Regions from separate parts of the Mus musculus genome. Here regions 1, 2 and 3 are each linked to region 4. The links are chromatin contacts, called in public Hi-C and HiChIP or PLAC-seq maps. All regions are on one chromosome and are shown on one strand. Each heading gives the region's core, a stretch centred on a gene start, on an enhancer-like site or on the middle of the called end of the contact. The rest is flanking DNA. Distances are from core to core; before and after follow the strand shown.

Evidence for each region. Hi-C and Micro-C count contacts between places; a contact is called where the count stands out from the background. HiChIP or PLAC-seq counts read pairs in DNA pulled down with a chosen protein or histone mark.
Region 1: a contact with region 4 is called in a Hi-C map of cardiomyocytes, with 5 times the contacts expected there. The contact joins the promoter of Agtr1a here to the promoter of Cdkal1 in region 4. A contact is called at or near these places in 2 of 39 promoter capture datasets (both in liver) and 2 of 484 Hi-C or Micro-C datasets (cardiomyocytes and embryonic stem cells).
Region 2: a contact with region 4 is called in an H3K4me3 HiChIP or PLAC-seq map of bone marrow-derived macrophages, with 2.5 times the contacts expected there. The contact joins the enhancer-like site here to the promoter of Cdkal1 in region 4. A contact is called at or near these places in 7 of 39 promoter capture datasets (embryonic stem cells, hematopoietic stem and progenitor cells, hippocampal neurons and 3 more), 3 of 484 Hi-C or Micro-C datasets (CD4 T cells, macrophages and nephron progenitors), 4 of 115 datasets of contacts at active chromatin or transcription factors (the SCID.adh cell line, bone marrow-derived macrophages, embryonic limb bud and 1 more) and 2 of 9 other capture datasets (adipose tissue and liver).
Region 3: an H3K4me3 HiChIP or PLAC-seq map of bone marrow-derived macrophages shows a contact between it and region 4, with 3 times the contacts expected there. The contact joins the promoter of Mboat1 here to the promoter of Cdkal1 in region 4. A contact is called at or near these places in 7 of 39 promoter capture datasets (embryonic stem cells, hematopoietic stem and progenitor cells, hippocampal neurons and 3 more), 3 of 484 Hi-C or Micro-C datasets (nephron progenitors and uterus), 4 of 115 datasets of contacts at active chromatin or transcription factors (bone marrow-derived macrophages, effector CD8 T cells and embryonic stem cells) and 2 of 9 other capture datasets (adipose tissue and liver).

Annotation. Positions count from the first base shown.
Region 1 is chr13:30,334,570-30,340,062 of GRCm38.p6, reverse strand. It overlaps Agtr1a (angiotensin II receptor, type 1a), which reads right to left and starts at 3,707. Exons shown (of 3, transcript NM_177322.3): 1 at 3,474-3,707.
Region 2 is chr13:30,151,517-30,156,878 of GRCm38.p6, reverse strand. All of the region lies in intron 1 of Mboat1 (membrane bound O-acyltransferase domain containing 1), which reads right to left. Among named protein-coding and RNA genes, the nearest start is that of Gm23206, 5.8 kb to the right of the region's middle. Within about 2 kb of position 2,423, at least 51 of the 459 cell types and tissues checked have an H3K27ac peak or open chromatin away from gene starts, as enhancers often do. A contact at or near this core is called in the SCID.adh cell line, bone marrow-derived macrophages, hematopoietic stem and progenitor cells and 1 more, where this site is marked.
Region 3 is chr13:30,135,226-30,140,493 of GRCm38.p6, reverse strand. It overlaps Mboat1 (membrane bound O-acyltransferase domain containing 1), which reads right to left and starts at 4,004. Exons shown (of 13, transcript NM_153546.4): 1 at 3,732-4,004. The coding sequence starts at 3,827.
Region 4 is chr13:29,852,351-29,857,816 of GRCm38.p6, reverse strand. It overlaps Cdkal1 (CDK5 regulatory subunit associated protein 1-like 1), which reads left to right and starts at 2,144. Exons shown (of 16, transcript NM_144536.3): 1 at 2,144-2,254; 2 at 2,876-2,919.

The DNA.
Region 1 (5,493 bases), core at 2,458-4,957, 480 kb before region 4:
TTCATGTCTTAAAGCAGGGTATGATCTCTGGTTCATAGAAAACAAGTGAATAGCTAAGCAACTCAGAGAGTTAACTAGCAAGCAGTGAGTCTCTTTATAAGCGAGCACGTAGCCACATGCATGTGTTTTCAATATTCTTGGCCTGCAGTTAACTGAGACAAATAGTTAAGTTCACTGACCTAAAGAGACTTTTACCTCTTGGTGAAGATCACGGTGTCTTCTATGTATACAAAATGAGTAAGAAGTTCGTTGATCTAAACTAAAGGACCATTAATCATGTGAGCTAAAATTGGGAACACATCCAGAGTTAGGAAAGACGTGCCGCCATAGAAGCAGTGAGGTCTCGGTGCTCATCTGTTTCCCCAACTTTTAAATATGATAAACATAACAGAGCCTAAGAGCTTCAAAACCCTTGAAAATGTTCTTGGGTGTGGGAGTTATAACAGTAGCTAGCAGGTTCTAAACACTCAATTCTACTTAAGACCTTTAGAGGAAGCACCTATCGAGGAGCCAGAATAAAAGCAAATTAAAGTAAGTGCTTCTAAATCGACCTATAAGAATAAAGTAGGGAAAAAAAGAAAAGCAATCCTACAGCCCTCAAACCACATGAACCTCTTTGTTATTAAAAAAAAGAAACACTAGTTCATTTTTCATATGCAAAGGAATTTTTCTTTTCTGAATATCTGCTATGAAAAGAATTAAAAATCAGCAAATATTTCATGGTAATACAGCAATGTCCATTTGTCATCTCTATGAATGTTCTAAATATAGACTTTGTTTTTGAATTCCCATTTGTCAGATTTTATGTTAAAGTGATAACTCTAATGAAACTTATTTATACCACTTTGGATTCCTTTTCTGGAAGGGAAACACTATATTTTAGAGTCGTTAATGGTTTAATAGTAGTCACTTGCCAAATCATTTGAATATTATCTTCTACCACTTAGGTACTACTGGTTAAAAGTAACTGTAGGTATCAAGTCATTAAGAAGTTGCTTTTTAGAACCTAAAATTCAGGGAAAGGATCAGGTACAGGGATAAATAAAAGGCTCAAGGACAACAGCCTGGGCTGGGAAGCCAAAACGTGCAAATGGGAAAGGAATTCGATCTCTGTCCCTAGAACAGATTTGAGAACAAAATATAGCAGCTCTCAACTCTCTGCTTGGAAAAGGCATCATGAGAGCACAGAGAAGCCACACATCTGTAATTCAAACTATGCTTCAAAGTCCTTGCTGGCAAATACTTACTCCACGCTGGGATAAGTATAACATTAAACTTTTCTTTTCCTTGTCACAAGCAAAATTAGTTATTACTGTTAATTAGTAACACAAGATCCACACAGTCATAAGTAGCAGCAGTCAAAGGCAGCAAAAATATGCTCTGAAGTAAAGGGGACAATTCTCCCCCCAAACGAGACAGGAGACGAAGAAAATGAAGAAAGCTGAACGGCACATAGTGTGTCCTTCCTACACTGACCAGGGTAAGGCAAGATGACCGGAGCTCAGCAAGCCTCACTCAGATACTGTGATGGGCAAACATTTTGTAAATCTCTGGATAACAGGTTTTCACATAAGAGAAAACCCACTCTCTTCTAAGGTGGTGGATGCAGAGTTAGTTAGTTAGTTAGTTAGTTAGTTAGTTAGTTAGATGTTCTCTGAGTTCCAAGGAAGAGTAAAACTAGAAATTAAAACCTTGTAAAGGGGAAAATAAGCCAACACCACCAACAAAAACAAGGCATCCAGGAAGAGAAGAAGGGCTCAGAAAAGTCAGTCAATTTTAACACCTTACAACTTGAGGCCCCTCCCTAAACCTCAAGCAGTATATATCATACATTATAGGAATTGTCACCTGTGATTTGAGGATAGACCTGTGGACCTCTCACTAAGAAACATTTAACCAGAGATGTTAACAGTTTCGAAGACTTTTATCATGGGATAATAAGGTAACCAGTCTAGACTTTTATGTAGTCAGCAATAACCAAAAACCAGAAAGTATCGAGGTTTTAAAAGACTGTAAGAGACCTTCTGTGCAGTGACCAGAGACTCAGAATTGTTAGATAAATAAAAGCACTCTTAATATCGCGCAGCTAATTCAGGGTAAGAACAAGGAGGGTTCCTGGGCATTAGCAGGAAATTGATGGAGAAGTGACCGTCCAAGTGGGGCCTTAATGGCTCCAAAAAGACTTCCGAGATAAGCAAACAGGACAGGTAGTGTTTGTTTGTTTGTGGTTAAACCAAGGAGATAAAACACTAAAACAAGCTTCTTGGAGTCCTTATATTTGTAAAGTGGGTTAAGGCTTTTGCTTAGGGGCAATAAATACAGGGACTCGGTGGCGGTAACTCTCAAGAAAATCGCTTTAGGAATGAAGTACCTTGAAAAGGGAAACAATGATTACTGACTGCAGAGAGCAGGCTGTGAGGCTGCTCTCTCTCTCTCTCTCTCTCTCTCTCTCTCTCTCTCTCTCTCTCTTTTCCTGGAACGACACAGGAGGAAATTAATGTTGTCGACTTCCAAATGAGACCTCAGGGCACACAGAGTGCCCAAATTTTCCTGAAAAAAAAAAAAAAAAAAAAAAAGACGTCTCCCTGGAGTTGATGGTGGGTCTTTATGCTTAAGGACATGGGCAAACATGGACACCCGTAGCCTATTCTCCTGTGCTTAACCAAAGACAGGGAGCAGGTGAAGTCTTGAGCAGGATTGGCTTAAATTTTCTGGAGACCACCATAGTCTGAGGTTGCGGAGACACTGGCCTAAAGGTTTCTCAAGAAAGTGAAATGAGGTAGAAGAGTGGAGAGCCCTGCTCTCGCTCGCTCGCTTCAGTACTGAATCGGAGCCACTGAAATCCAGTGAGGACTACAGGCCAAGACAGCCTGCTGAGATGCAGCCACCAGCTTCTCCCCACTTCTGACTGAAGTATCAAAGCTTGGCTGGGAACACCTGTGGTTATGGCGTTTGGCCCCACTACCATCTATGTGATACTGATGATCCACTAGTAGAACCCGCACTGAGAAGAAGGAGAGAAGGCAGTGCAGGGTCATTGGCAAACAAAGGTGAGGCTGGGGACAATCTTAACTTAAGCTCAAAGTAGCACAACTTCAGATTTTGGCCCCGCGGTCATACAGGCTACGGTTAAATTCAGGTCACAGCTAAAATACAACAGTTATTTAAAAGCACGGCGGAAAACTGACTTGCTTGCCTCACATTTCTGTAGATTTCTAGCCTGTACTCGAAGAGTTTGATCAAAACATTATGACTCCTTTGGACCACGCTGCAAACGAGCGCACTTTCCTCCCACCTGATCCGGTGAAGGGCAGCCCCCTCCAGGCTCATTCCGCTGGCCGGGAGTGAGCTCGCTCCCCTGGGTCCCCCGGGTCCTCCGTGCCCAGTACTCTAGATTCAGATGTGGTGACAAGGAACCTACCCACTCCCGCCCCTGATCACCACGCTGGCGGGACGCCTGGGCTAGGACTCACCCGGGAGAGCAGCAGAGCTGGGAGAGCCGCAGAGCTGGTACTGGCTTCAGCCACCCCAGCGACCCACCCCAGCGACCCGTGGACCAGGACTCAAGCCTCGAGTCCTCTCCGGCCAGACAGCATCATCCAGTCCCTCCCAACTGCCTGGCGATCAGCAGCGAGGCACTTCCATATTTATAGCCTAGGGGGACGTTGCTACTCCGCAGGTTCCAACCCTAAGGCTTTGCACTCCTCCCTCGCCCCGCCCCGCCCCGCCCCGCCCCGAGACCCTCTGTCCAACCCTCTCCCTCTCCAGTTTCTGACGGAGTCTTCCCTGCTGCCAGTCACCGATGTGCCCTTCCAGATCCAAGCTCAGCTGGTCCTGAATCCCACATCCCAGCCTGAAGTGTTGAAGATGGAGGGAGGTGGGCGTAAGGCCACATGAACTGACTCCAAGATAAATGCTTCACTTAGAAAGAAGAAAAAAAAAATCTTGGAAAAATTTTAAGGATGAATTAAGGAACTCCCTTTCTTCGCTGTGGCTGACTCAAAATTTGAGGCCTGTGCTGTGGATTACATATGGCATGGATTAATTTCAGAGTTGTAAAATAAAAGATTATCAGTTCCTCCTAGTTTACACGTGGCTCAAGCTGCATTTATTTTAAAATAAAAACAGACTGCCAAAAAAATAGCACAAAATATTTGAGAACAAAATGAACTCAATTCTAAATTAGAAAGAAAGAAAGAAAGAAAAAAAGAAAGAAAGAAAGAAAGAAAGAAAGAAAGAAAGAAAGGAAGGAAGGAAGGAAGAAAGGAAGGAAGAAAAGAAAGAAAGAGAGAAAGGAAAGAAAGAGAGAAAGGAAAGGAGAGGAGAGGAGAGGAGAGGAGAGGAGAGGAGAGGAGAGGAGAGGAGAGGAAAGGAAAGGAAAGGAAAGGAAAGGAAAGGAAAGGAAAGGAAAGGAAAGGAAAGGAAAGGAAAGGAAAGGAAAGGGGAAATACATTCTGCAGTGTATCACGAGGCCAGAATTACTCTGATACCAAACTCAGGCAACACAGTACAAGCCAACTTCAGACTAACAGCTTCTATGGATGGAGATGCAAATCCTAATGAAGTGCTAGCGATTCAAATCCAGTGGAAAAATAAAGGTATTGAGACCATGATGTGCCCTGCTCTGAATTACTCGACATTGTGCAAAACAATGGCTTTCGACTGCAGAGTTTGTATTTTACAAGCAGCATTGACTCCACTTAAAGTGAAAATGCAGAAGTAGAATTCGCACCTTGATGTGCACATAAACATCATCTGCCTGTCACCAGCTACATGGCACAGATAGATTAACAATTTATTTCTTAAGGCAGAAAGCCCCCACCCCCACCCCACGCCCCATGCCCCGCTACTTAAAAAACAATCGAAGTAAATGGAGACTATAGCCACACACGCCGAGGTTAATATCAAATCTGGGAAACCAGGAGTGACAGCACACTGGACTGGCAAGACTGGAAAAGGGTGCAGCTCTCTCACCTGAGCCCCATGAAGAGAAGAAGCCCTAAGGCTTCAGGGGTAAGAAGCCCTATCTTTCCACCCTGTGTGCGTCACAGAGTGCCCAGCCCTCCTAGAGGCTTCAACTTAGCTCAGTCTCTGCTATGATGTGGCTGTTCTATTTGAAGTGACACATATGCCCACTTGTGTGTCTCTACCTGACATGAAACTGTCTCCAGGGCTGAGTCCTGCACTTGGCTGCTAAAGCCTCTGCCAGTGGCTCAGCTCAAACCTTGACTTTTAGCAGCAGACCTCCAGCAGCGGTTATCTCATTACCATAGAGGCCCCTTTTGACCCCTTTAGCTGCCTGCTTCTCAAGCATCTTTGCAATTCCCTGAGTCCTATTAGATACTCTTCAATGCTATGTAGCCGATGTCTAAATTACATATATGTGTGTGTATATATAGTGTGTGTATAGTGTGTGTGTGTGATGTATAGTGCATAATCTGAAAGTTAATGTTCATAGGTAAGATTGGAATAAAAGGGTCTGTGTTTCTGCAT
Region 2 (5,362 bases), core at 1,174-3,673, 300 kb before region 4:
TCCATAATGAGATATGATGCCCTCTTCTGGGATGTCTGAAGACAACTACAGTGTACTTACATATAATAAATAAGTAAATAAATAAATAAATAGTTTTTTTTTTAAAGAATGGGGGGGGGGTCAAAATTCAGACTGCACTGCTGGCCAGCCATGGAAACAATACAAGTCACATAGCCAATGGGGCTTTTGGGGGGAATGTTATTTCTTACCACATAAAGATGCACTGTGGCTTCAAAGACATAATATGGTAATAAAGGAAGTCTCAATTTGAAAGTCTTACTCACAGCTCTGTTAGCAATATAACCAGAAGCTGAAGGCAGTGTGGGCAATAGACCCCTGTGTAATGCAACGAATAAGGATACCTCAGGCCAGACTTCTTCAGGAAGTAAACATTTCCAGGCCATGGCATGGTAGCCCATCCCTGAAATCCCAGAAACGGGCAGGCTGAGACACAAAAGCTTTGGGATCAAGGTCAGCCCAAGTCATATAAGCATTCCAGGCTGCTGGAGACTAACCCATGAGACCCTTGCTAAAAAAGACAAAAATCAGTTCATCTTTTTTCTCTATAAGAAACAGAAATTACATCTCTTTATGTACGCAGGTGGCTGAAAGAAAAGTAAACCTGGTGGTTCTTTAGCTCGACGCCTGTTTCAGAAGACAAGGGAAGGAGTTTGCACAGGCAGAGCCCCTTGGGTGGTAAGAACCCATCAGGCTCATCACCTCAGCATCTCAGAGATTTTTTAAAAAACTCACAGGCTTTATCTTACAAGAGCCACGCCTTTGAAAGGCTTTGTCACTTCCTGGATACATCAAACTTCCTTGAATTCTGATCATAACTCCATTCTCCAACTTCACTACAATCAAACCTTCTTCCTTGCAATCTGTCATTCATATATCTCTCCTTGTGCCTTCTCCTGATTCCCACCCCACCTCCTTTTTCCCTGCCTTAAAGGACCTTATATCCCTTTATCCTGTCATGAATCCTACCTTGAGTTTCTCTTCTAGAAACTACCCAAATACCTCTCACACTGCCTCCCTGTCCCTGCATCCCAGACATTGACTAAGGAAGCTCCAAGGACAGGCTTGGTAAATCTAAGATGGTATGATGGAGTTGTCCATCTTAGACCACTGAGAAGAAAGCACCTAGGGTTGTAGGTGTAGCTCAGTGGTAGAGCATTTACCCAGCATGCACAGAGCCCTGGGTTCTGACCCCAGAAGCACCAAAACAACCCTAAGACAATTCTTGAGAGATAACTCTTTGCCTCTGTGTTTTAACAAGGAAGACTTTTTATCTGAGTTTCAAAACCGAGGAGCAGATAATATGTGTTAACCAAACATTTACTAACTAAAGCTTTCCCAAGAGCTGGCCATACCGTCTGAATCATATGCTCACATTACAGAGATGAGGCCCCAAAAGTGTAACTGGCTTGCACTAATAAATATCTGCTGTAAGCCTAGAAGGAACTCTCCATAAACCAATTCTTGCTATAACTGCCATCACTGAGCAAGGTGAGGTCACAAACAGATCTCAACAGAAAACACAAAAATCTGTCACCCAACCAGGCTCTGAAGTTTTGTGTGTTTTCATTCCTTCAACTTGCCACTCCAAACCCCTTGCATTAGAAAAATAGAGTCCCAGTGTACATCAGCCTCTGCCAGAAGCTGAGCCTCCTCCCAGAGCTTGAGAGATGGCTCAGCAGGGAAGAGCATACCGCCCTTTAGAGAGGACCTGAGTCTGCTTTCTGTGTGCTTATCAGCAGCTCATAGTTACCCATAACTCCAGCTCAAAGAATCTGATGTCTTTGGTCTCCACAGGCACCTGCACTCACATGGGACTCTCAGAAGGTCCTAGGAGACCAAAGAAAGTGGCAATCAAAAGCAGCACTCAAATCCAGGATCACACAAGTAGCATTTATTAAAGCCTTACAGACAGGTGGGTCCCTGAACCCCAGAGCAGGAGTTAGGGGCTCAGATGCAAGTCTATACAGGAGGGAGCTCAAGCCAATTAGAATGTTGTAACCTCTCAACCTCTCACATTGCTAGTCTCTCAAACACTAGCAACATGTCAGTGTCGGTTAAGAGACAGCCAGAGTGTCAGTGGCTGTACTGAAACTCTTGGCTGTCTTAGCAACTTTGTCCTACAAGGATTGGAACACTTGCCAAAATCACCTGACTGGCCTAATGGTGCTTAAGAGGGCTTTAATTATCTCAAGGCAGATACCTACATTCCTTACAAGTATATTACAGCCTCCTGTTGTTTGAACAACATGCACTTAAAAGTTCCTATAATGAGGAGAGTGAATGGAGAGGAGATGGCGGCAACTTTCTATGATCATTACCAAGGTCAAAATCTAAGGAGAACTTGTGAGCTGTGCCAAACGCATGACGGGTTGTGTGGGCGGGCCTCTGTGGTTGAGGGTTAGAGAAAGAGAAGTTAAGAATTGTTCATTCTCAAAGATTACCCAACCAGGAACCTGAAGATTTAAGACAAGCTAAAGTTCTTTCATCATCACAGAAATGACTTAAGATGTAGGCAAAGATTTTAATAAAGCCAACTGTAAGATGAAAGTAAAACCAAGCACAATTACATACTGATGCAATTGTAGATTGATGTTCCAGTCTTTTAACTGGAAAATCCTGTGGAGGCTGGGAACATAGCTCAGTTGAAGAGCACTGCCCAGTGTAGGCCCCGAGTTCTATCCCCAGCACAAGGAAAATTGCAAAAGGGAGAAGGGGAAGAGAAACAGAGGTGGATGGAATGAGAAAGGGAATAAAGAAGGAAGAAGGGGAGGGAGGGAGGAAGGGGAGAGAAAAGAGAGACGAGAAAGAGAAGGCCCACAAAAGTACTGGTCCTAATTCAATTTCTACCAATATAGTATATATGAAGTTGATTGGCAGAATAAAACTAAGAATTCTAGGTTATAGTTTTATAGTTAAAAGGCATCAGCATGGGCTTTATGCAAGTCTCGGAAGAGCAAGAAATGTGCCCACGCTCACCCTATCAACATCTCCCACTAGTTGACTGTACTTACTACAGCCAAAGAACTGTTTTGACTCATAGTTACAACTAGGTGAAAGTTAACAGGGATCATTGTTCTTGATTAGACTCCTGCATTGGATCCAAATAGAACAGGCTGAAAATAAAGTCACCCCTTCAAGGTCTCTATCACTGTGCTCCTCCATCAGTGTCAAGATGCATCATAATGAAATTCTCTCTGCCATTATCCTTACACACGAGCACACACGCTCACACGTGTGCACACACACACACATACACACCTGATGCCAATTAATTAGCTATTTCCCTAGTATTTTATCTTCTACGGTTTCCATCTTAAATGTGTGAAAGACCTAGTCCACAGCCTATAGCATTATGGGAAGATGGTTTTGTCTCAAGAGGCAGAGCCTAGTGAAGGGAAGTTAAATCATTGGAGGTACACCCTTGAAGTGGATATGGAGTCCTAGGACATTTCCTGTCTCTCTGCTTCCTGGCCACCATAAGTGGTCTCCTCTGTCATATGCCCAGTGAGGTTACTATTACACCATACCTGCAAAGCAATAAGACCAGGGAACTTGAATCCTCTGAAGTCAAGATCCAGTCTCAGATAATTTGACAAAGCAACAGCAAACAGACAAACATCCTCTCATAGGCCCTGCCTCACAGGAGAAGGGGCTAAAATGACCACTCATGGTTCTGGTTTTGTTTCTGCATGGTTCGAGAGCTGGGCCCAACAACCCAAGATGCTTTTCCCAGATCATAGGAATCCTTATTCAATTGTATGGAATGAGAGGCTGACTCACTCTACAATTGAAAATAAAACCAAAAATAAGTAGATACTTAGGGAGGTAGAGGGAAGACTGGTAGATTATTAAATTACAAACATAAGAGATTATAGATACATGATAGATGACAGAAAGGTAGATTGGTAGATAGCAGGTAGGCAAGTAGGTAGGTAGATAATAGGTAAGTAGATAGATGGTAGATGATGGAAAAGGAGAGAGTAAGAGAGAGAGGGGAAGGATGGAGGGAATGAGGGAGGGAGAGAGAGAGGGAGAGGGAGGGAGTTTTAAGGAAACAAAGCACCAAAGGACTTTAAAAGAACAAACAGGAGAAAAAGCCTATTGTTCTCCTTACATTGTTATAACTGAGCCTTTGGCACTAGTAACTAAGATCCACGCTTCATTCAGTCAGATTCCTGACTTTTCCCGATGTTTCTTCTCTGCTTCAGGATTCCAGAATGCTACATTACATTTCCTTGTCATTTTGGCCTCCTCTGCTGCAACACTACCCGAGTTCCCTTGATTTTGATGACTCTGACAGTTTTCTTCACCTGTGTTAGGTTTATTACATACACACTACACACCACCCTGCAGGGTAACTTTAAAACACTACACACTGCCTGATGTGTATTGCATGTACACTACACACAGCCCTGGATGCTAAGTTTGGTGCATGTACACAGCACACAACCCCATGTGCTAACTTTAGCACAAGCACACTACACACCACAGGCTCACTTTGCTCAGATCTTGAAAGTCCAGAGCTGGGAGTGCACTCTGCACAGTGCTGGAATATTCCATGGTCTCTGTCCCTTTCCCAAGGTAAAGCTTGTTTAACTTCTTCATCCTGAAACATTTTTTTATTTGCAGAGAATTGGCCCAACAGTCAATTTCAACCTGTGCTTTACCACCTCCCCTAAAATTAACCCCTTACCTGACCATTTTCAAAAAGCCAAGGAATTAATTCAGGTTAAACAGTGCTCTTGGGTTTTAGTCTGAACTTACAGACAATGAGTATACAGACACATAGTATACAGCAGGATTCTCCCACATAGGTACCCTCTACATGACAATCAAATGTGAATAACTTTAGCATATCTGTCACCTCACATTTAACACACAGTATGAATATCAAAACCCTCCTCCCACTTTGAAATAAACAACACATTAATTGTTTGCCCCCAGAAAGCTTTGGAAAATCTTTACAGAAACTCTCAACCCATTTGGTGTGATTGTGCACCTCTGGAATCCCAGCACTTAGCAGCTGGAGGCAGGAGGATCTGGGGCTAACAGCCCCAGCTGTGCAGGAGTCTGAGGTCAGCCACAGTGACATGAGACTCTTTCCCCCCTCCAAAAAAATGCCACTAGGAACTCAAACTTAGTATCTGTCTGATACTCTGTTCATAATCACACAGGCTATGGGTTTCTGCAAGGAAGGTCAGAGCAGTTAATGCCACCTGCACACTTTCAGGGTGACCTGCTGTGGGCAAAGCCACCTCTCTTGCAGAGGTGACGCCGACCTGGCTCCACTGTAAGGTTATTTAACCCGGCCTGTTCCCACACGATGCTATTGAAAGCGGTA
Region 3 (5,268 bases), core at 2,755-5,254, 280 kb before region 4:
GTACGTACGTATAGCACATGCATGCCCTGTACCCTCAGAGGTCAGAAGAGGTCAGATTCCCCAGCAACTAGAGTTACAAGATGGTTGTGAGCCACTGCGTGGGTGCTGGAACCAAAGCCAGGTAGGTCCTTGGCTAGAGTAGCACACACTCTTAACCACTGAGTCATCTCTCCATCCTCAAGAGTCCTCGTTCACAGGCCTGTGTTCAACCCCTAAACCCTGGCTACTTTAATCTCAGAATCATCTCCTGGGCCACTGAAGCTCTGTGTCTAGATAGTTCCGTGTTCACACAGACAATGGCTCATTTAAAAATACATTTTCACACTGTCTTCATTTATATGGCACACAAGTAAGTGTGCATGCATGAGAGGATATTTTGTGGAACTCGGTTTTCTCCTCTCATTGGATGAGTTACTGGGATGGCACTCACTTCACCCACTGAGCCATCTCTGGACCCCACAATACAGTTTTCAGCAAACATATGCACACTCTGGACACCCTGAGACACCCCCAATTCCTGTACTTCATTTGAATGTCAGTGTCTCTCCTTAAATAAGAGTTTTGCATTTATCAGCCAAGTCCCCCAAGGAAGAAGCTATAGCCTTCCTACTTCACACTGCCCAGAGGAATAGATACACAGGCACACTGGTGAGCAGCAATGAAGAGTTTCCCTCACAAGCCAGAACACAGAGCACAGTCCTGAAACTGAGATAAGAAACTTTTTAAAAAGATTTTCTTTTGATTGATGTGTGTGTGTGTGTGTGTGTGTGTGTGTGTGTGTGTGTGTGTGTGTGTCTGTGTGTGTGTGTGCATCTGTAAACGTAGGTATGTGGATGCGTGCAGACTCTTGCATGTGGTGACCATGGAGAAGAGGGCATGAGATCCTCTGGAGCTGGGGTTTGTGAGCTGCCTGACACAGGTGAAGGAAACCAAAGTCGGTTTCTCTGGGAGAGCAGAAAGCACGGGCAAAACTGCTCAGCCATCTCTCCAACCCCAGTAAGAAAGTTCCTCATGCGGAGAATCCCAGACACTGAGGGCAATCACAGAAATGCAGTTTCCTAGAAGTTACAAACAAGAACATGAAATCTTTTTATATTTAATCTTTGTTTTACATATTCTCTTTACATCTCACTCGCTGTCCCCCCTCCCAGTCATCACCCCCCACACACACACACACACAATCCTTCCTCTCTCCCCCTCCCCTTCTCCTCTGAGTGGGCTTCCTCCTGGATATTCCCCACCCCCTGACACTTAAAGTCTCTGTGAAGCTGGGCACCTCCTTTCCCACTGAGGCCAGACAAGGCAATCCAGCCAGAGAGCTTATCCCACATACAGGCAACAGCTTTTGGGATAGCCCCTTTCCAGTTAGGAACATGAAATCTTAAGACACTGGGAAAGGGCTTCAAAGACAAACCTCCTGCCACAGTTTGCCCCCAAATCGCACTATTGATGGCTTGGGATTTTTCCCCAGGCTGAAAGCAAGTGATTTGGGGTATCGTATGATTAACATTTTTACCAAGTTGCTCAAACTGACCCAGTTGGTCAGGCTGACCCAGGATCTCAGAGAAACCAAGTGTTCCTCATGATTTTTCATCCATCTCATGATAATCCGAGTTCATTTATGGAATGAAGTAAAATCTATCATGTCTGGAGTGCTCTTTTTTCCTTTTTTCATAAATTAAAACCAGGATTCCTTTGGGGGCTGAATAGATGGCACTGAGGTTAAAAGAAATGCTTGGAACTCCAGCTTCAGGGGACCCAAGACCCTCTTCTGACCTTGGTGGACACGTACACTCATGTACACACACCCACACATGAACAGGCAACACACACACATACACACTGTAAAGTACTAAGTCTCTTCTAAAAACCAGAGTAACTTTTACAAAAACCCTGTAGTTTGGGGACGGACGTGGATGCAGCCAGAGGCTTAATGACAACAGCTCCTCCCCGCACAACTGCCCTTCACCAATCCATGTATTTCTGTCTGGGTCAGGGATGGGGGGGGGGTGGCTGGGGGGAGGGGAGGAAAGCCCACTCTATTCTATATTATTGTAAAATAGATTATTATGCAAAAGAAAATGCAATTACTATAGGTTCTAGTAGTAATTAGAGACGTCAATGCAAAATGAACTCCTCCTATGGAAATTCAGCAACAAATTCATCCGGCTTCTGGATGAAAGAATTCGCTCTTGTGCCTGCCCCTGCCAGGGTCCCTTGGACTTCTGACCTTGACTCAATATCTGATACTTCTACCAAGTTCCTGATTCTCAAGGTTTTGCAACTGATGAGAAGGCAGTAGTAGTCAGAACCTAAGAGTTAGGATGAGGGCGAACCCTGTGAGTAATGCAAACAGCCAGGGCCAACTTCCTCATTGTCAAAGGAATGCAAACAGAAGAGGCGCAGGTACAGGTAGCTCTAGTATGAAAAGAAAGAAAGATAGGAAGGACAGAAACTGCTCTAAGAAGACAGGAACATTTTGTTTTGTTTTGCATTTTCGAGTCGGGAGTTTTACTGGGTAACCCAGGCTGACTTGGTACTCTCTCCCCGTGGCCTAGGCAGGTCTCTAACTCGGAGCAATCTTCCTGCCTGTTTCCCTGGCACTGGAAATACAAGCATGCACCTCGAGACCCAGCAAAGGAAGGGAAACTAAACTGGGGAAACTCAAAGGAAACAGATTAGTAAGGAGAGCAGTGGGTCTTACTCCAACCTGTCCTGCCTGAATCCATTCAAACCATTACATCCTACACAGGGGACATAGCCTGAGGCACCGAAGGAAATAAGGCAAGACTACATACACCTCAGGAAGACTTTTCTTGACCTCAGTACGGAGGCCAGAAGACAGGACAGACCCTCCAGCATACTACAAACTCTACCACTGAATTGCACTCCAGCTGTCTTTGGCAAAATTCCTACCAGGTTACTGTTGCCAGTTTTACCTCTAATGTAGCAGGCAACTCCTGAACAGTTCCAAAGAAGTCCCCACAGCCCTTTTCCTCCCAGGGCCCGCCCTACTCATCAGTTTCGCACAGCAGGGATGGATGAGAACTGAGTAAGGCCCTCTGAGAAGCATCTCAACACTGTGGCGAAAGGATCACCAGTTCTAGCCCAGCCTAGACAAAATAAGAGACTTCGATGCCAGCCTGAACTTCAGAGTGAGTGCCAAGACAGTCAGGGCCAGATGCTGTCTCAACAAACGGAATAAAAAAGTCATCACCATATACTATACTATAGACCTACGCATCTGGTTAGTCAGGCTTTTTACTTTTTGTTTGGTTTTGTTTGAGAGTTGAGGCTTCTCCTCAGCATCCTAGACAGAGAAGACGGGAACTCGCTGCAATTTCCCTGCCCCGGGCTCTGAAGACCTGGATTAAAGGCGTGATCCACCACACCCAGCTGGATCAGACTTACTCTTAAAGTAGGATCGCCTAAATTTAAAAATCACAAAGACTTTTATCTACACTGGTGGGGGAAATGCTGGGTTCATGGATCACACCACTAAATAATTCGATCACAGAGCAAAACTTAAAAGTTCAGTCCAACTTGCTAGCTTAGGTGGACGTATAGTTTTCACGCAGAAAAAGCAGCCAACTCAGAGAAAAAAGAAAAAAAAGGGAAGAAAAAGCTCTCGCACGTGTAGGGTTCATAGCCATAAACTAGGCTCTGAGCGAATCCAGGTCGCAATCCTGTTCCCAGACAGAGGGTCTGGGTAGCGGGTGGGACGCTGTTACCTGATCCAGCGGGATGCCCAGGAGCTGGCTGAGCGGGTGCAGGCAGGTGGAGCCGGTGGTACGGTAAGAGAGGCTGGCGGGCGGCCGTGCTGCCATCCTGCATCTTCAGGGTGCTCTGTCGCCCGGGAGCTGCACACTGGCCACCTTGAGGGCTCCTGAGGACCTCGCGGGAACCTGGCGCCGACTCCAGGGCGCGGACCTGGCGCTGCGGGACCCCGCGCCTGGGAGGGCAGGGCCCCCACGTTCTGCTTCCCGCTCCGCACCGCCCGCCGCCCATTGGCCAGCAGCCGGGGACGCCCCGGAGGAGGAGCCGGGCAGAGATGGGCGCGGATCCCCGGGAGCCCGGCCCGGGGCAGGAGACCGGGAGACGCCCAGTCTGTTCCCCAGTTCGCCGCCCTCCCCGGGCGCGCAGCGGGCCCGATCCGGGTTCCTCCGAAGCCGTCTCACCCTCCTCCCAGGCAGCTGGGGTGTCCTGTGCTCCAGTTTCAGGCCCGGCTCCTGCTGCTACTCCGGAAGCCAGAAGAGACCTAAGAGCTAACCAACACCGCTCATTTTGCTTACATTTTAAAGATTTATTTATTTGCAGTTTAGAGGCAGGGTCTCCTGTAGCCCAGACTTTCCCTAAACTCCCAAATACTGAAATTACAGGTGTGCACAAACATAAAACTCCACTCCAGATTATTATTCTCCTTCGCGTCTCCTTCTCCTCCTTCCCTGTGTCTTTGATTGTGTTCTGAATTCCTGGTGCTCCCTGTCTGGTTGTCTCTTCTTTCTCTCTTCTCTCTTCTCTCTTCTCTCTTCTCTCTTCTCTCTTCTTTCTCTCTTCTCTCTTCTCTCTCTTCTCTCTCTCTTCTCTCTCTCTTCTCTCTCTTCTCTCTCTCTTCTCTCTCTCTTCTCTCTCTCTTCTCTCTCTCCTCTCTCTCTTTCCTCTCTCTCTCTCTCTCTCTCTCTCTCTCTCTCTCTCTCTCTCTCTCATATGTTTTTTACTTTACATGTATGTATGTACTTGTGAGTAGATGCCACTGGAGACCGGAAGAGTCCATGGAGTTTCAGGAGATTGTGAGCCACCATGTGGGTGCTGGAAATAGAACTCCGGCCCTCTGCAGCAAGAGAGATTGCTCTCAGGTCCTGAGCCATCTCTCCAGCACCCAAGGTTGTCATTCTTTACCTTCTCTGGTCAAGCCACAGTTTCTAGCACCCTAATCCACTATCTCTGCTTCCTTCTGTGACTTGTCTCATTTTCATCTGGGCCGTTTCTCTCCAGTAAGCTTCTGTTTACTGTTTACTACCCACGTGATGACGGGTCTTTCACTTGCTGAAACAGCTCTGTATCTCTGTTTCTTGAGAAATCCTTTTCAACTCACTAACAGACATTTTAAAACATCACAGAGACCCTTCTAGCACTTTACCAGTCTCTGCTGCATCTAACCTGATGTCAAAGTAGCTGCTCACATTGGAAGTCTGAGAAACACCCAGGGACCTACTGAAGAGAAAGGAAGCCAGGAACCAAGAGATCCCTCTGGACACACAAACACCT
Region 4 (5,466 bases), core at 895-3,394:
GCTAGCATCAGATTCTTGCTTATGACAAAAGCCGAGGATTCTGGGCCTAGGTAAGTTACCTGCTCTACGGCAAGGGAATGTGGTGTTCTCATTGCTCTAGCAAGGGTTCCAGGTTTCAGGAGTCTGAAAAGAGAAATTTACTTACACACTTAGAGCAACGCCATTTATGTGACCTGCTAGAGCAAGCGAATAGCTGGTGCCAGAAGTTCAATACTCTGACCTCTAGTGGCTACTTTATAAGATGCCCTTCAGCATTCCTCCACAGACTGGAGGTGATTTCATGTCCCTGTCTAGCAGCATTTAAGAGCTTCAGCTCCTCCCTCTTACCCTATATTTTGAGGCACTCATTCACTAGAGGCAGCCTTTCTTTTGATGTTGCTACAGCATTCCTCCTGTTTTCTCTTTGTTCACACTATCACTCTTTCTTGTTGGGTTCATCCACTCTTGGGGGGAAAAAATCTTCCTTAAAAATTACTGTTGTGCTGGGCGGTGGTGGTACACACCTTTAATCCCAGCACTTGGGAGGAAGAGGCAGGTGGATTTCTGAGTTCGAGGCCAGCCTGGTCTACAAAGTGAGTTCCAGGACAGTCAGGGCTATACAGAGAAACCCTGTCTTGAAAAAAACCAAAAAACCAAACAACAACAACAGCAACAACAAAAAATTACTGTCATATAGTTTTCAGCCAGGGGAGCCTTATTCTGTCAAGTAATTTCTTATACAGGATCAATCTTCACAGTCCCTGTATCCAACATCGATTCTTATGTGCACCCCTTGTTTTGAAATTAGAGCTGGGTTTTGGTCACAGGCTGTGGAAAGTCAATGTAAATCACAGCACATTTAATGCCCAATCCCTACAGTTCACATCTACGTTTGTCCCATTCGCCTAAGAAATAGACTTATCTGTCTTAAGACTGTCGCTATTATGTCCATGCAATCTCTGCACAAACAATTCATATGCACTTTTTAAAGAGCGAATTAAACTCACACACATTGTGTCTCATGAAAAGTTATTGATTGGTTTAAATTCAATAGTACAACCGATAATTGCTAAAGTTATAAACTAAATCTGTTTTTAATTTTTTGTAATTTCTGGATTTATTATTCCTTTGTCCATTGGTTTTATTATTGCTAACATTTTCCCATTCAGTTTTCACTATGGAGACAAAAGCAAGAAAACAAACAACAACAACAAACCTAGGGTCAGGAGATGCAGCTTAGTGGTACAGTGCTTGCTTAGCATGCAGAAGTCCCTGGGTCCCAATACACAGACTGCTAAACCACTCATCCTTCAACAAAAATCTTCATCCCTTTGAAAACATAAAGATTTTGTTCCATATTTTTCACATCATTCCTTTCTTTTTGCTTTTTAAATATAAAGTTATGCATTACTGACAAAGAAAGTATAAAGGTTTCTTCTTATGTATTCTTATGGAATTATTAAATGAAACCTGACTACCTCGGCTGAATTGTCTCTGCAGAAGCAGAAATATAAGCCTACTGCAGTGGGCCACAACCGTAATCCCAGCAGTAGGAGGTAGATGTGGGCACGAGTTTGGTGTTAATTGACTTCTGTTATTCGATAGAACAACTATTATTTTAGTTATTCTTCTCTATAGAAGAGAAGGAAATTAGTTGGGCATGGTGGAGCATGCTTTTAATCCTAGAGATCTGGAGGTAAAGGCAGGTCGATCTGTGAGTTCGAGGCCAGTTCATTCCATATAATGAGTGACTGTGCAATTAAGGTTTTATAGAGAGATGCTGTCTCAAAAGAGATAGAGATGATAGATAGATAGATAGATAGATAGATAGATAGATAGAGGAGGGAACTGATAAAATGTAATGAATGTAATGAAAATGATTTACTCCGGAGGTAATTATTCTGGTAAGTATTTAAAGTCTCCAGTCCCTTTTTGTGAATAATGAGTAGTAATAATAAATGGCAAGATGTTTATGTTAATCTCTTAACTGTGCAGGACAAGTTATAAGGTTATAACTTAGCAGAAGTTAGTTGATAAGCTAACATAATGAGGTAGGAGTGTATTTTCACCTTTGTTTGTAGAAGAATGTGGTAATAATTATAGATAAAAACAAACGCAAACTTGAAACAACGATCTGTTTTGACCTCTCCGGTCTACCGTCGCGGAGCATGCGCAAATCAGCCCGGCGGGACACAAGTGTCATGGCGCTCTCCATCTGAAGTCTGTGCAGTTTCCTGGCAGGGGCTTGTGGTTTTTTTCCTCTCAGTTCGGACAGGTGAAGTTCTGGATCTGTGTATACTGGGGCAAATGGATCAGTGCTCAGCGACCGTGGGCCGAGCTGCATTTTGGGCGGAGCTTCGTTTCCGCAGGTTTTCTCCTTTGGGCCGATCGCCCGCTTGTTCTCGCAGTTTGGAAAAGACTTGGCGGCTGGCGTGGAGAGTCGGACTCTGGAGCGCTGCCTGGAGAGAGGCCGGCGTGGCGGCAGACACTGCTGGCTGGCGACGTCAGGGACTTCCATTCTGCTCTAGCCTCATTTCCCCTCTCGCTTTACCCGTGAATGTACTTGTGCTACGCGATCAGGGCTTCAGGAGATGAGTGTTTTGCACTGAAGTTGGGCATAGGGGCAGAGGTCGCTTGTGTTTTTGCGCCCCCTTCCCCTCTTTTCTTTGCTCCCTTGCTTAGAAAACTTTCCTGTGTCATAAGGGATCACTTGTTTCTTACTTGGTGATTTTCATTGTGCTCAGGTGTTACAGTGCAGGGTAGCAGTTTAAAAAGTGGCTAGATGCATCCTTTTTTTTTTTTTTTTTTTTTTTTTAAGGAAGTTGTAAAGAGGTCATACACTGGTTTTATGAACTTATAGGGTACTCGCATTTTCTAATTAATTTTAATTTTTCAGATTCATCTTTCAAGAGGACTTGAGACCAATTTCAGAAAATCAAGGTATTGGTTTATTTTAGTTTCTAATATTTGAGTAATTAGTTCTGCATTAGAATATGAAGAAAGATGTCTTAAGTTTTTAGTAATTAGCCAGTATCATTTTGTGAAAACTAGATTTCCCTATAACTTCATCGGAGAGACATTTTTGTATCTCTTCCTTAGTTTTTCATTTTCATTAAGAAGCGAGACATGCTCTCTTTCCCATTTGTGGCACATCTGTTTTCTTGTTTGGCTGTTGCTTAGTCCCTGTTATATCCTACTTCTCTACCTGGCTGTTAAATATGACTTTCTTTCTTTTTTTAAAATATGTATTTATAATTTTATGTGCACTGGGATTTTGCCTGCATGTATGTCTTTGTGAGGTTATCAGATCCTGGAATTACAGACAGGTAAGAGCTGCCATGTGGTTGCTGGGAATTGAACCCTGGTCCTCTGGAAGAGCAATCAGTGCTCTTAACTCTGAGCCATTTCTGCAGCCCAAATATGGCATTCCTGAAGGCTTGTTTCTGTACCTCTTCTAGCTGGGTTGTCTTGTTTCTCTCTCCCTCTCTCTCTCTCTTTTTTTTAAAATTTATTTTTATTTTTTAAATTTGTTGAGATGTTGTCTTAATGTTTATCCCTTGTTAGCCTGGAACTCACTATATAGACCAAACTTGCAAGTGCTGGGATTGAGTGTGTGCACCACCATGCCAGGCCAGATTCTTGTTTCCTTTCTGTGCGATGTGATTCACTGCTGTTAAACATGGCTACTTGTCTTTGTAATTCTCATTGTCTTCGGGAGTGTGAAACGGTATATCTTTGTGGGTTTGAATGGCCTTTCCCTCATGGCTGACTTTACTGACAGCTCTCTGTGCTTATCAGATACTTATATATCTTGTTTGGAAGTATGTCTGTTGGGATCCCTTTCCCGTATTTTAATTTGGGGTTGTTTGTATTTTTGGGTTCTTTATTTACTCTGATGAGAGGCCCTTATTGTATTCTATGAGTTACTACTGTTTCCTCCCACTGCATGCTCTCTCATGGTCTTCATATTGTCTTTGAAGCATGAGAATTGTTTTGTTTTGTTTTTTTCTCTTTTTTGAGAACAGTTTTCACATAGCCCAGGTTAGCTTCAAATTTGATTTGTATCTGAGACCAGCCTTTGAGTCCTGGTCCTCCTGCCTTAAATTCCCACGTGCTGGCATTGCAAGCACAAGCCACTGCATCTGGCTGAAACACTAATTTTGATGAAGTCTAACCTGTTTTTCCTTTTGTGCTCTTGTTGTCCTTAACTAAGAAGCCAGTGTCTAATTGGGAAACTTGATACTTGTGATAGCTGTAAGACTCTTCTAGTAGTAGGTCCGTAAGCTTAGGTCTGTAGCCCCTGTGAGTTTACTTTTGAGTATGATGCGAGATGGGGCCCCAGCTGCGTTTCCTTGCGTGTGGCTATCCAGTTGTTTTCGTGTCATTTGTTGAGAAGACTGTTCTGTTTTACATTGTTTTTATACACACTACAGTCACTTGATTCAGTAACGTCTATTTGGCATGCCCTCTAAGTCAGTCTTTATGAAATAATAACTCTAGAATAGTAGATATCAAAGTTATTGGAGGGTCTGTTGAACCTGATATTTGTATCTGTGAGGAGATTTCTAGAGAGGTTTAGCTGATGAAGGAATTTGTGGCCTGGATGCAGGCTGTGCTTTAAGACTGAGTTAGAAAGTGTGTAAATGGAGGGAGCCCGCTGAGCACGAGCACTCCTCCCTGCCTCCTGACTATTGGTGCAGTGTGATGAGCCACCTAATGCCATTCAGACCTTCTTTGCCTGGTTGGACTGTAGCTTTCTAAATTATTAGCCAAAATCACCAATTCTAAGAATAGCCTTGCTGGTGGCTATGAATGATGTAAAAGAGTCCTGGCTCCAATAACTCCAATCACTTCCAGAATGAATATCTCTGCCTAAGGACTATAGGAGACTATGCATCTCAAACGGAGTGGAGACACCTGAATAGCTGGCAGCTCATGACAATGCAGGGTGAAAAGAACCTTGTTGGGACCTCATGCTTGAGCTAGGCAGTAGTAAGCTTACTCTAAGACAGTGGTCAGTTCACACAGTAACAGATTGGAAGACAAGCATAAGGCAGTAAAGAAAGAAGTGATCTCTCTGTGTGGGATGGCCTCCATCTGTGTTGGGCCCTTTTGTCAGTCCCACCTCCTTTCTTTGGTAAGAAAATAATTTTTAGAAAACTCCTAAGGTCAGCGGATGTTCAGTTTCTTTCCTGCACTTCTTCACACTCCAAGCCTGTGCATTTAGATCTGAAAGAGGAAGAATTTCCTGAATGTGTTCAAACTGTTATTTTTTTTTTTTCACTGACAGATATTGCATGTAAATGGAACCTATGTGGGAAAGGCCAATCTTAATGGCTGAGCTGGTAAACCCTTGTTTCTAGGAGGCGAATGCCCAATCCAAAAGATGTTAGACTCCAGAGGGAGGGTAGTGGCTCCGGTGAGTGAGCCGAGTACGGTTGCACCTCAGGTGCTCAATGCAGTCATTATGTCTGCATCTCTTGCTAG